Regions from separate parts of the Mus musculus genome. Here region 1 is linked to region 2. A link is a contact called in public promoter capture Hi-C data. All regions are on one chromosome and are shown on one strand. The core of a region is the stretch at or near the end of the contact, and the rest is flanking DNA. Distances in the headings are between cores, read along the strand shown.

The links. Promoter capture Hi-C pulls out the DNA fragments that hold promoters and counts their contacts.
Region 1: a promoter capture Hi-C map of hippocampal neurons shows a contact between it and region 2, with 4 times the contacts expected there. The contact joins the promoter of 4930483J18Rik here to the enhancer-like site in region 2. A contact is called at or near these places in 18 of 39 promoter capture datasets (the 3T3-L1 cell line, 3T3-L1-derived adipocytes, the C10 cell line and 13 more), 3 of 15 datasets of contacts at CTCF or cohesin (large pre-B cells, pro-B cells and stem cell-derived epiblast-like cells), 33 of 484 Hi-C or Micro-C datasets (B cells, the CH12 cell line, Th1 cells and 11 more), 22 of 115 datasets of contacts at active chromatin or transcription factors (the SCID.adh cell line, astrocytes, craniofacial prominence and 15 more) and 4 of 9 other capture datasets (adipose tissue, embryonic stem cells, liver and 1 more).

The regions. Positions count from the first base shown.
Region 1 is chr15:81,189,375-81,193,315 of GRCm38.p6, reverse strand. 4930483J18Rik (RIKEN cDNA 4930483J18 gene) reads right to left here and starts at 2,463. Exons shown (of 2, transcript NR_015603.1): 1 at 2,311-2,463; 2 at 559-1,499. Mrtfa (myocardin related transcription factor A) reads left to right here and starts at 2,580. Exons shown (of 14, transcript NM_001082536.2): 1 at 2,580-2,809.
Region 2 is chr15:81,006,755-81,010,901 of GRCm38.p6, reverse strand. It overlaps Sgsm3 (small G protein signaling modulator 3), which reads right to left. Exons shown (of 22, transcript NM_134091.2): 6 at 4,089-4,147; 7 at 3,312-3,455; 8 at 2,856-3,051; 9 at 2,468-2,613; 10 at 1,994-2,218; 11 at 1,624-1,678; 12 at 1,368-1,495; 13 at 1,113-1,268; 14 at 907-961; 15 at 624-673; 16 at 340-492; 17 at 115-185; 18 at 1-41. Among named protein-coding and RNA genes, the nearest start is that of Sgsm3, 31 kb to the right of the region's middle. Within about 2 kb of position 1,856, at least 21 of the 459 cell types and tissues checked have an H3K27ac peak or open chromatin away from gene starts, as enhancers often do. A contact at or near this core is called in differentiating embryonic stem cells, epiblast stem cells and hippocampal neurons, where this site is marked.

The sequences.
Region 1 (3,941 bases), core at 1,214-3,713, 180 kb before region 2:
TTTGAGTTGCTCATGGAAGAATAGGTTTATTTGTGAGCTGGTGGGCTTTTCAGGTCTGAGGAATGTGCCCTGCAGAAGGCCATAAATGAGCACACTGTTCTTTGAATAACCAATAGCGTACACTCGTGGTTCCTTTGCACCTTGGCTCTTACACCAGGGTTGCGTCTTTGTGGACAATATCCAGTATGCCCTGCCTTGGGCTTATCTTGGAGAAATCTTCACCACACCAGTAATTCCAGACTGGAGGACTTTCTCCTCTGAGGGTGCCTCTGCATGTGTCATCTGTTAGTCAGGACTCAGCCTACTGTGGAAGTCTCTCAAGCATTACCTTAGCTTCTCCCAACTTAGCGCAGGTACCCCAAGGCTACGGTTTACCGAATCTCCTCTGTCTCACCCCTCAGTGAGACACGTACCTCAAGAAGTTACGTGTTGTACAAGGTGTGGTGATGAGTGCTCAGAAGCCCAGGACCCGGGACGCGAAAGCAGGAGGGTCATGAGTTCAAGGTCATCCTTGACCATATAGCAAGTTAGAGGACTTATATACATAAAATCTTATTTCATTTTAAGTTTTTATTTATATAGCATATATAGTTATTGAACATATAATTTTATTAGGGCTTTTGTGGTTTTTTTTTTTCTTTCTTTCTTTTTTTTTTTTTTTAATCTTGGGAGGGAAGGTGTGACTAAGAGGCCACAGGATCTGGGCTACCTCCAAGGTTCTGTGATGAGACACATGGTACGGAACTTGAAGCTGACTTACAGATGAATAACTGGGAATTACTCAGGGCCGGGCTGGCTTACTGCAGTGGATAGAGAGAGTTGCAGCTCCTTCTCCTATCCCAACAGAGCCACACACCACTGAGAAGTCTGGGAGATTTCCGGGGGAGAACGGAAGCCATACAGAGTAACTCACTCAGAGATGTAACATGCGTTACCTCCTTCCAGTCACTGTGGCTTCCCATGTCTGTCAGGATGCCCCTGAGGGTTTCTGCTTCTACAGTGTTAACCCTTGCTCTCACACTGGGGACTCTGTTCTCCAGAACCTTCTTTCTTTTTCCTTGTGTCCAGCAGCTCTGTCCTTGCAAAAGCACAGCTATCTTGCAAGAGCCCCTCAAGACTGGGCTTGTTGACTGTAGATGTTCCTGCATTGACGGAAGGACTTAGGGGGGGCTTCTCTGAATCCTTGCTGGATCCCAGTTACCTCCTCCAACATCCCCCCGCTCATTGGGGAGAGGAATCTCTCAAGTCCTCAATTTTGCCCTAGCTGCTTGAGGTCTTGTGACTTGGCTAGAGTTGTGTAGATTATGGAAGTTTAACTGAACTGTGTATGTCATCTACGCAGCTATGGGGACATCATCATCCATGCTGGGGTGCAACTTTTTGGTGGTCTCGCTGCTTTGGGGGCCAGCCATGATTTCTTAGCAAGCCCAATAAACTCACTGGTTTTCCACGTTGGACTCTGGGGCAATCATACTTCAGTTTATCCAGTGGATGGTGGCCTAAAAGGAGGAGATAGACGGTTGTTTATATCTCCCAAGGGAAAGTGTTTCGGAAACACTAAGGCACCAAGTCCGAATTATTTCTCCTTTTCAGCGCTCTCCCCCTTTGTTGGGGGGAAGGGGTGGTGTTCCAGAAAAGGGGCCTCCATAGTGGCTCTTAGCAACTTGACCGGGTGGGCTTTAACTAGTCTCACCGCTTTAGTAGATAAGTCTCTTTAAATGTTGGATTTATGCAGTTATGCTCTCTCTCTCTCTCCCACACATACACCCACACACCCACACACACACAGACATACACACACTTTTAGGCTACACACCAGCAGTTTAGAATTTTAAAGTTGGAAGAGCCGCCCAGATTCATTTAGTGCAGTGAGGCCCCGGATAAAATCTGGGTTCATTCAACTCTTTCCCTCCAGCTGCAAGCGCTTCCGCTGTTGATAAATAATCTCAACAGTCTAGGCAGGTAGGTGTCAGTCCTTTTACCGGAGGAGAACCGACTCAGAGAAAAAAAGCGCTTGGCCACGGAAGGGCAGGGACATGACAGAGTTCAGGGCTCCAGGCCAGAGCGGCATTTATTGTGTCCTTTCGGGAAATGCGAATGTGAAATAATCGACTTGGGAGTCCCGGCGGAGCAAAGACAGGAGGAAGGACCAAGATGAAGACTGCAGGATTTTTGCATTAAACCTCCAGGCTGGGCACCGAACCCTAGGTAGCTAGCTCCGCGGTCACCCTTTGACAGGGTGATCAGATGTGTTACGGTTTCTTTAAGACCCAGACTCCGCCCCCCGGCTCATCGCCGACCTCCTCCCACCTCTTGGCGGCCGCTCCGCCAGTTCCAGACTTCCTTCAGCGATGAAGTCATCTCTCAGTTACCGATTGGCTGCGCTATGATGTCAGTCACAGAAGTCGCGCCGCCGTACTAGCCTCCCTCGTTCCTCTTCCTTCGGCGAACGCCCCCTAAATCGGGCTAGCCCTAACGGCGCTAGGTTTCTGATTGGTCGATACGGCTGTCGCTCCCAGGCGGGTAGGGGGGAGGGTGCGGAGGCGGGACCCGGAGTGGTGGGAGGGCCCGCAGCTTCCGTGGCTGAGTGGAGCCGGCGGCGGTCGTGTCTGCGGTGTCCCCGGCGGCAAGAACGACCGTCCCACCCTCCCCACCCCCTCGTTCCCGCTCGCCACGCTCCCTCGGCTTGCGCGGACCTCTCCCTAACTTGGTGCAGTCTGACTGGTACTAGAGGCTCGGGAGGATACGTGAGCGGCTGGCACCGGAGTGGGGCGAGCCGCGGAGCCCGGGCCAGGAGGCGAACGAGGCGGTGAGTGAGAGTTCGGGCAGGGTCCCCCTCCCCCACCGGCCCCGCCCCGCTCGAGCATCCTTTCTCCCCTCGACCCTTCCGCGTGTGCCCTGGACCGGCCGGCCGCTGTAGGCTCCGAGCCCGGGATTGCCTCCCGCAGTCCTCCACTCCAGTCCCGCCCTTTCCCAAGGGGCTGGGGTCTCAAAGCCCTGGTCACTCGACAGGACAGTCGAGTGCGACCGTGCACCTGTGCACCGCCTTGCAGGGCTGTGCTGGCTAGGGAGCAGCTAGGTTCCCGCCCTGGCTGCTCCCCGAGTGTGTGTAATCTGCTTGGGACCGACCGGTCGAGCGCTTTCTCCCGGCCCTTGTGCAAACCTGGAGGATCCAGGTGCAATCCGCAGGCTTCTCGTGGCAAGGAGGTTCACCTGGACCTGACGACCATATAGCAGCATGGGTGCCTCCAGGTCTGCAGGGCTCCGCAGATTTGAAACTTGACCGCCAAAGAAGTGTCCGTCTCGCGTGTGTGTGTGTGTGTGTGTGTGTGTGTGTGTGTGTGTGTGTGTATGTGTGTGTGACTGTTTGTCTATGTACCTTTGATGACTTCCGCCCTCCTCGCTCCATAAGAAAACACTAATACTATAGAGTGGTTAGTGCTGGAGCTTTCCCTGTTAGATTATCAAACCTACGTTTAGATTGCTTATCTGGAAAATGGAACTAACAATACCTATTACATTGGAATGCAGACAGTAAATGAAAGAATTCGTAATAAAACGCTTGGAATGGTGTTCAACACATACAAGGAAGGGATCCAAGAAAAGACGAGTATCCTGATGTTGAGAACTGCTGGATAGGTGTGTGAGTACAGTATAGCTTGTCTTTGTCAGGATTTCTCTTTGTTAGATGACAGAACCAAAGGACAGACTGGTGGTCAGTTTACTGCTTGCCCGAATACTTTGGCATAAAGTGTGTGAAGACTAAGAATGTGAACTTCATTACTTAAATATGATGAAATTACACCTATGCTTCATGGGTTCACATAGTTTTAAAATCCATAAAGTGTCCGGAATGTCCCCAAATTGTAAGTTTTCGAGATCTGAAGCCAAAGCCTGTAGCCTGATCTTTATGTTCAAGAAGTCAAACTTAAGGGCTTTAC
Region 2 (4,147 bases), core at 607-3,106:
GCAGCTCTTCAGGGGTCAGGACTTTGCCATCTTCGTCCAGCCTGCAAGAACAAGAGTGCCGTCACTGGTTGCCATGCTGGACATTGGTGGGTAACACAGGCAGTACGTATGTACCTGTATGTCTTACAGAGCACCAGGCGGGAGTACACAGAATCAAAGTCTCTTTCGACTTCACGGCCCGCTGCCTGTGGTAGACAAGACAACATGAGGACAGGGATGGGTGAGCGCACGCCACTGCCCTACAACACTCCTTCTGCCTCCTGCAGGAACCCAGGAAGGGACTGAGGTGAGCAAGTGGCCCTGCAGGACTGAGAAGGCACGGGGACCAATTGTGATCACCTCCTCGATAAACAGCCAGGGGTGACAAGCCCCTCCAAGCAAGGATGGCTTCTTCAATCCGTGTTCAAACAGGGCCTTGAGGGCTGGGCAGAGGGTTCCTCGCACGAGGTCTGTTACTCCTTCTGTCACAGAGTCGTCCCCCGCAATGGAGTACTGATGGAGAGAACATTTGAGAAGCGCTAGCCTGACACCTGCAGCCAGCCACCCCCTGTCACCCTGGCAGCTGTCACAGGGTAGGATGGTCTCACACTAGGCTGCAACAAAGAGCAGCTCCACATTCTTACCTCTTTGCTTCGCTCATCCAGGACCTCCACAAACTTGGCTGGAAACCAGCCTGTGGGGGGAAGCAGCTATGTGGGGAGCAGCAGAAGCTGTCCCAGCCCTTCTCCCCAAGGACCAAGGACAAAGGGCTCCCAAATCACCCAGAACCTTCAAGCAGGACAGGCATGCCAAGAAGACCAAGAGGGAAGAAAAGCCCAGCACCCTCGGAGGCTCGGGGTCTGCGGCTGTAGGCCTAGGTAGAGCAAAGGCCTTCCTTGCCAGCCTGCAGCACACAAAAGCCCTCACCTCTCAGGCCGTTCAGCTCACCCACCCAGCAGTGCTCATCCTTCTGGGAAATGATCTGCAGAAGAGAACGGGCCAGGGCTCAGGGCCTTCCCAAAGCAGGCGTCCTCAGTACCCGCCGGGCTGAGATCAAGCTTATTCAACATCAGCTCTACAGGGAAGGTGGGGAGGAGGCAGCAGGAAGTGTGCACGCTAGGCCCCCCACACACCGTGATGATGTCATTTTTGCGGAAGCCTAGCTCATCATCATCGTGCCGCTCAAAGTCCAGCAGGGCCTTGGCCCGGCGCCGGTGGCTGCGTAAGCATGCCACGTAGTTCTCATGGTCCCGCTGGTGGCTCTCCATGCTGTAGTCTGGGGTCAGCTCCTGGCAGAAAGGAAAGGCCCACACAGTGGAGGAGGAGCCTCAGTGCCAAGAGTGGGCTGGGGAAGGAGAGCCCCAAGTTGAGGGGAGCCTGACACTTACCACACTACAGTTCTTGGGGTCTGTGCACTGGAAGTGGCGTGCCACACGCAAAATGGCTTCGCGAAGGTCGGCTACCAGCTCTGTTTGCTTGATGTTCTTTGCCTTGAGAGCTTCTAGGTCGTCCTCTCCTGGGGGGGGGGGGGGCACACTGGCATAGTAACAGGTCCTGCCGAATCTCCACTCCCGCTAGGATGCACGCAGTAGCTGGTTCTGCCCAGCCCCAGAAGAGCCAGCACCCACCCACACTTGGGCTCACCAAAAAGCAGGGAAGTGATACCAGACTTCCTCCGCTGCGTCCTGCGCCGTACAACCTGTGGAGAGGACGGCAGGTCAGTGGGCAAAGTAGCCACTCAAAAAGGGGAGACACTAACGTGCTTGTGGCTCACTAAGCCTGGGCATTTCTAATGGCTGAAGCTGACTCTCACATCAAGGCGTATCTTCAGCTCAGGCTTAAACTACCCAGTTCAGAGTTCAGGAATGCATGTTACCAAGGAAGCCTACAGCACCCCTTAGTGGCCGTCTGATGCTCTAACTGGGCGTTTGCAGGCAGATGCATGGGAGAGACAGTCTGTTCCTCACACCCCCTCAGTCTGAGAACTCCGTGATTTGGCAAAGACAGGGCCCACCTGAGAGAGGTTAGTGGTGGTGCCCGTCCCCAGGGTTTGGCCTTGGTCTGCAATAAGGTAGGCCAGGTGCTTGCGACGCTGGGTCTCCACGGCCACATCAGTGAGGGAGCCAGCCAGCCTCATGGCCTCCCCCAGCAGCAGCTCTGCGTCATCCATCTGTGCAGGAATGTCTGACAGCGTGTTGAAGATGGAAGCTGAGTTCTCAGACTGTATCAGCTCTTCCTCCTGGGAGTGGGAGAGTAAGGAGCGTGGCCCTGGCACCCTCCTAGAAACCTGTGCCCTTTGGCATGCCCAGGAAGTTCCCCCTGCACACCCACACTCAAGGCTTCTCTCAGGCAACGCTATGATGAAGACTGGACTACTGCAGTGTGTCCCCAGAGGGTGACACCAGGGCTACCATATTAGGTACATGCTCTCCTGTTCTGTCTAGAAGCCAGGTAGCCCTGACCAGTGGACAGGAGACTCTGCAAGCACCTTAAGGCGCAGCATGCCCAGCGTAGTCTGGAACAACACCAGGGAGCCCTCGTAGAAAAACAGGTCCCAGATGCGCAGCAGCAGTCTGATGTGCACCACGCTGGCGAAGGCCGTGAGGAACCAGTGCAGCGTGATAAGAGACAGCTCTGCCAACAGACACCAAAGACACCTGTAGGATCAGCCTGGGCAAGTACGGGCCAGCTCCCAAAAAGCAGCAGAGGGGAGGGGAGGGGAAGAGAAGGGAAGGGATGGGAAGGGATCAGAATGCAAAAGGACAAAAGCAACGTAAGCCACATGAGCCTCCGCTGCCTCGAAACCTTGGAGCTCAGAGGTGGTACCACCATCTTGGGATCCCTGAACCTTGGGGAAGAAGGCAGCCAGGTCTCACCAATGTCGTGCTCCTGCAACAGTTTGTCTAAGCGAGGCAGGTACTGGACAATCAGGTGGCGCAGGACCCGCTGGTCAGTCTGGACTCCCAGCAGGGTAGTGCTGAAGTAGGAGGCAGGCAGCAGGTCCTCAATAATGGCACACATCATCCAGAAGGCATCCTCCTCCTCCAGGAACAGCAGGAGACAAGCAGCCACCTAGTCAGAGAGGGGAGCATGGGGCTCCTACCCAGACTCATGTGAATCAGAAAAGGGGCTCTATTCTAGGATAGATACTCGGCACACCTCTTCAGGCTGGTTGAGAGGGCCCCTAGGGGGAAAAAAAAAGATCCCATGGCCCTCCTTGAGGACTCCCAGGTCAATCCCGGCCTCCCACCCTTACAGCACCTTAGGGAAACATGCCTCAGAAGAGGCCTGGAGAAGACCCTGGTATACCAGTTGCCTCCCAGGTTGCTCACCATGCCTGTGCCCTGGCAGTAGCCAATCTCTGGGTAGAGCCAGGCCAGTGCTCGGAGGACTCTGCGCAGGCGGGGAACACCGATGCTGTTCACATTGGCAAAGCAGGCGTTGCTGGGCATGGTACGGAGCAGGTCCTTTTCGATCTGTCAGATCCCCATACCACCCCAAGAGACCTTGTTTGATGCAACTGTAGACTGATGCCCATGCAATAAGGTAGAGAAGCTGTGGGTGGCTTGCTTCCGTCCCAGGAATAGGGATTCTGTAATAGTCCAGGCCAAGGCTAACCCTCCCTTCTCCAGGGTTAGACCCCATCAAGTATAAAATTGAGCCCACACTAGCCACTGGGAGCCCCTTTTCTGATTCACATGAGTCTGGGTAGGAGCCCCATGCTCCCCTCTCTGGCTAGGTGGCTGCCTGTCTCCTGCTGTTCCTGGAGGAGGAGGATGCCTTCTGGATGATGTGTGCCATTATTGAGGACCTGCTGCCTGCCTCCTACTTCAGCGCCCAGATCTATATTTAAAATTTCCTGCTCTTCCTCATGTGGGGCCATCTCCATGTCCTTCCCCCACACTGGGACCTTTAGATTACTCTCCTTGCAGCCCCCAAGGACCTGGAAAGGAGCAAGTGTACTCTAGGCCACACTCCTGAGTAAAAGGGCTACCTACCCTGCCAAGGAGACCGACAAGGGGCAGTCTCAGAGGTGACCTCTCCCTCCTGCCAGAGCACACAGGCTCTGCCCAGCACTTCCTCCTGACTGGCTGGCTGCCCCATGTTACCTGTTTGGCAGCGATGGTCTCATCGTTGGAGCTGTTCTTTATAATCTCACGGTAGGACA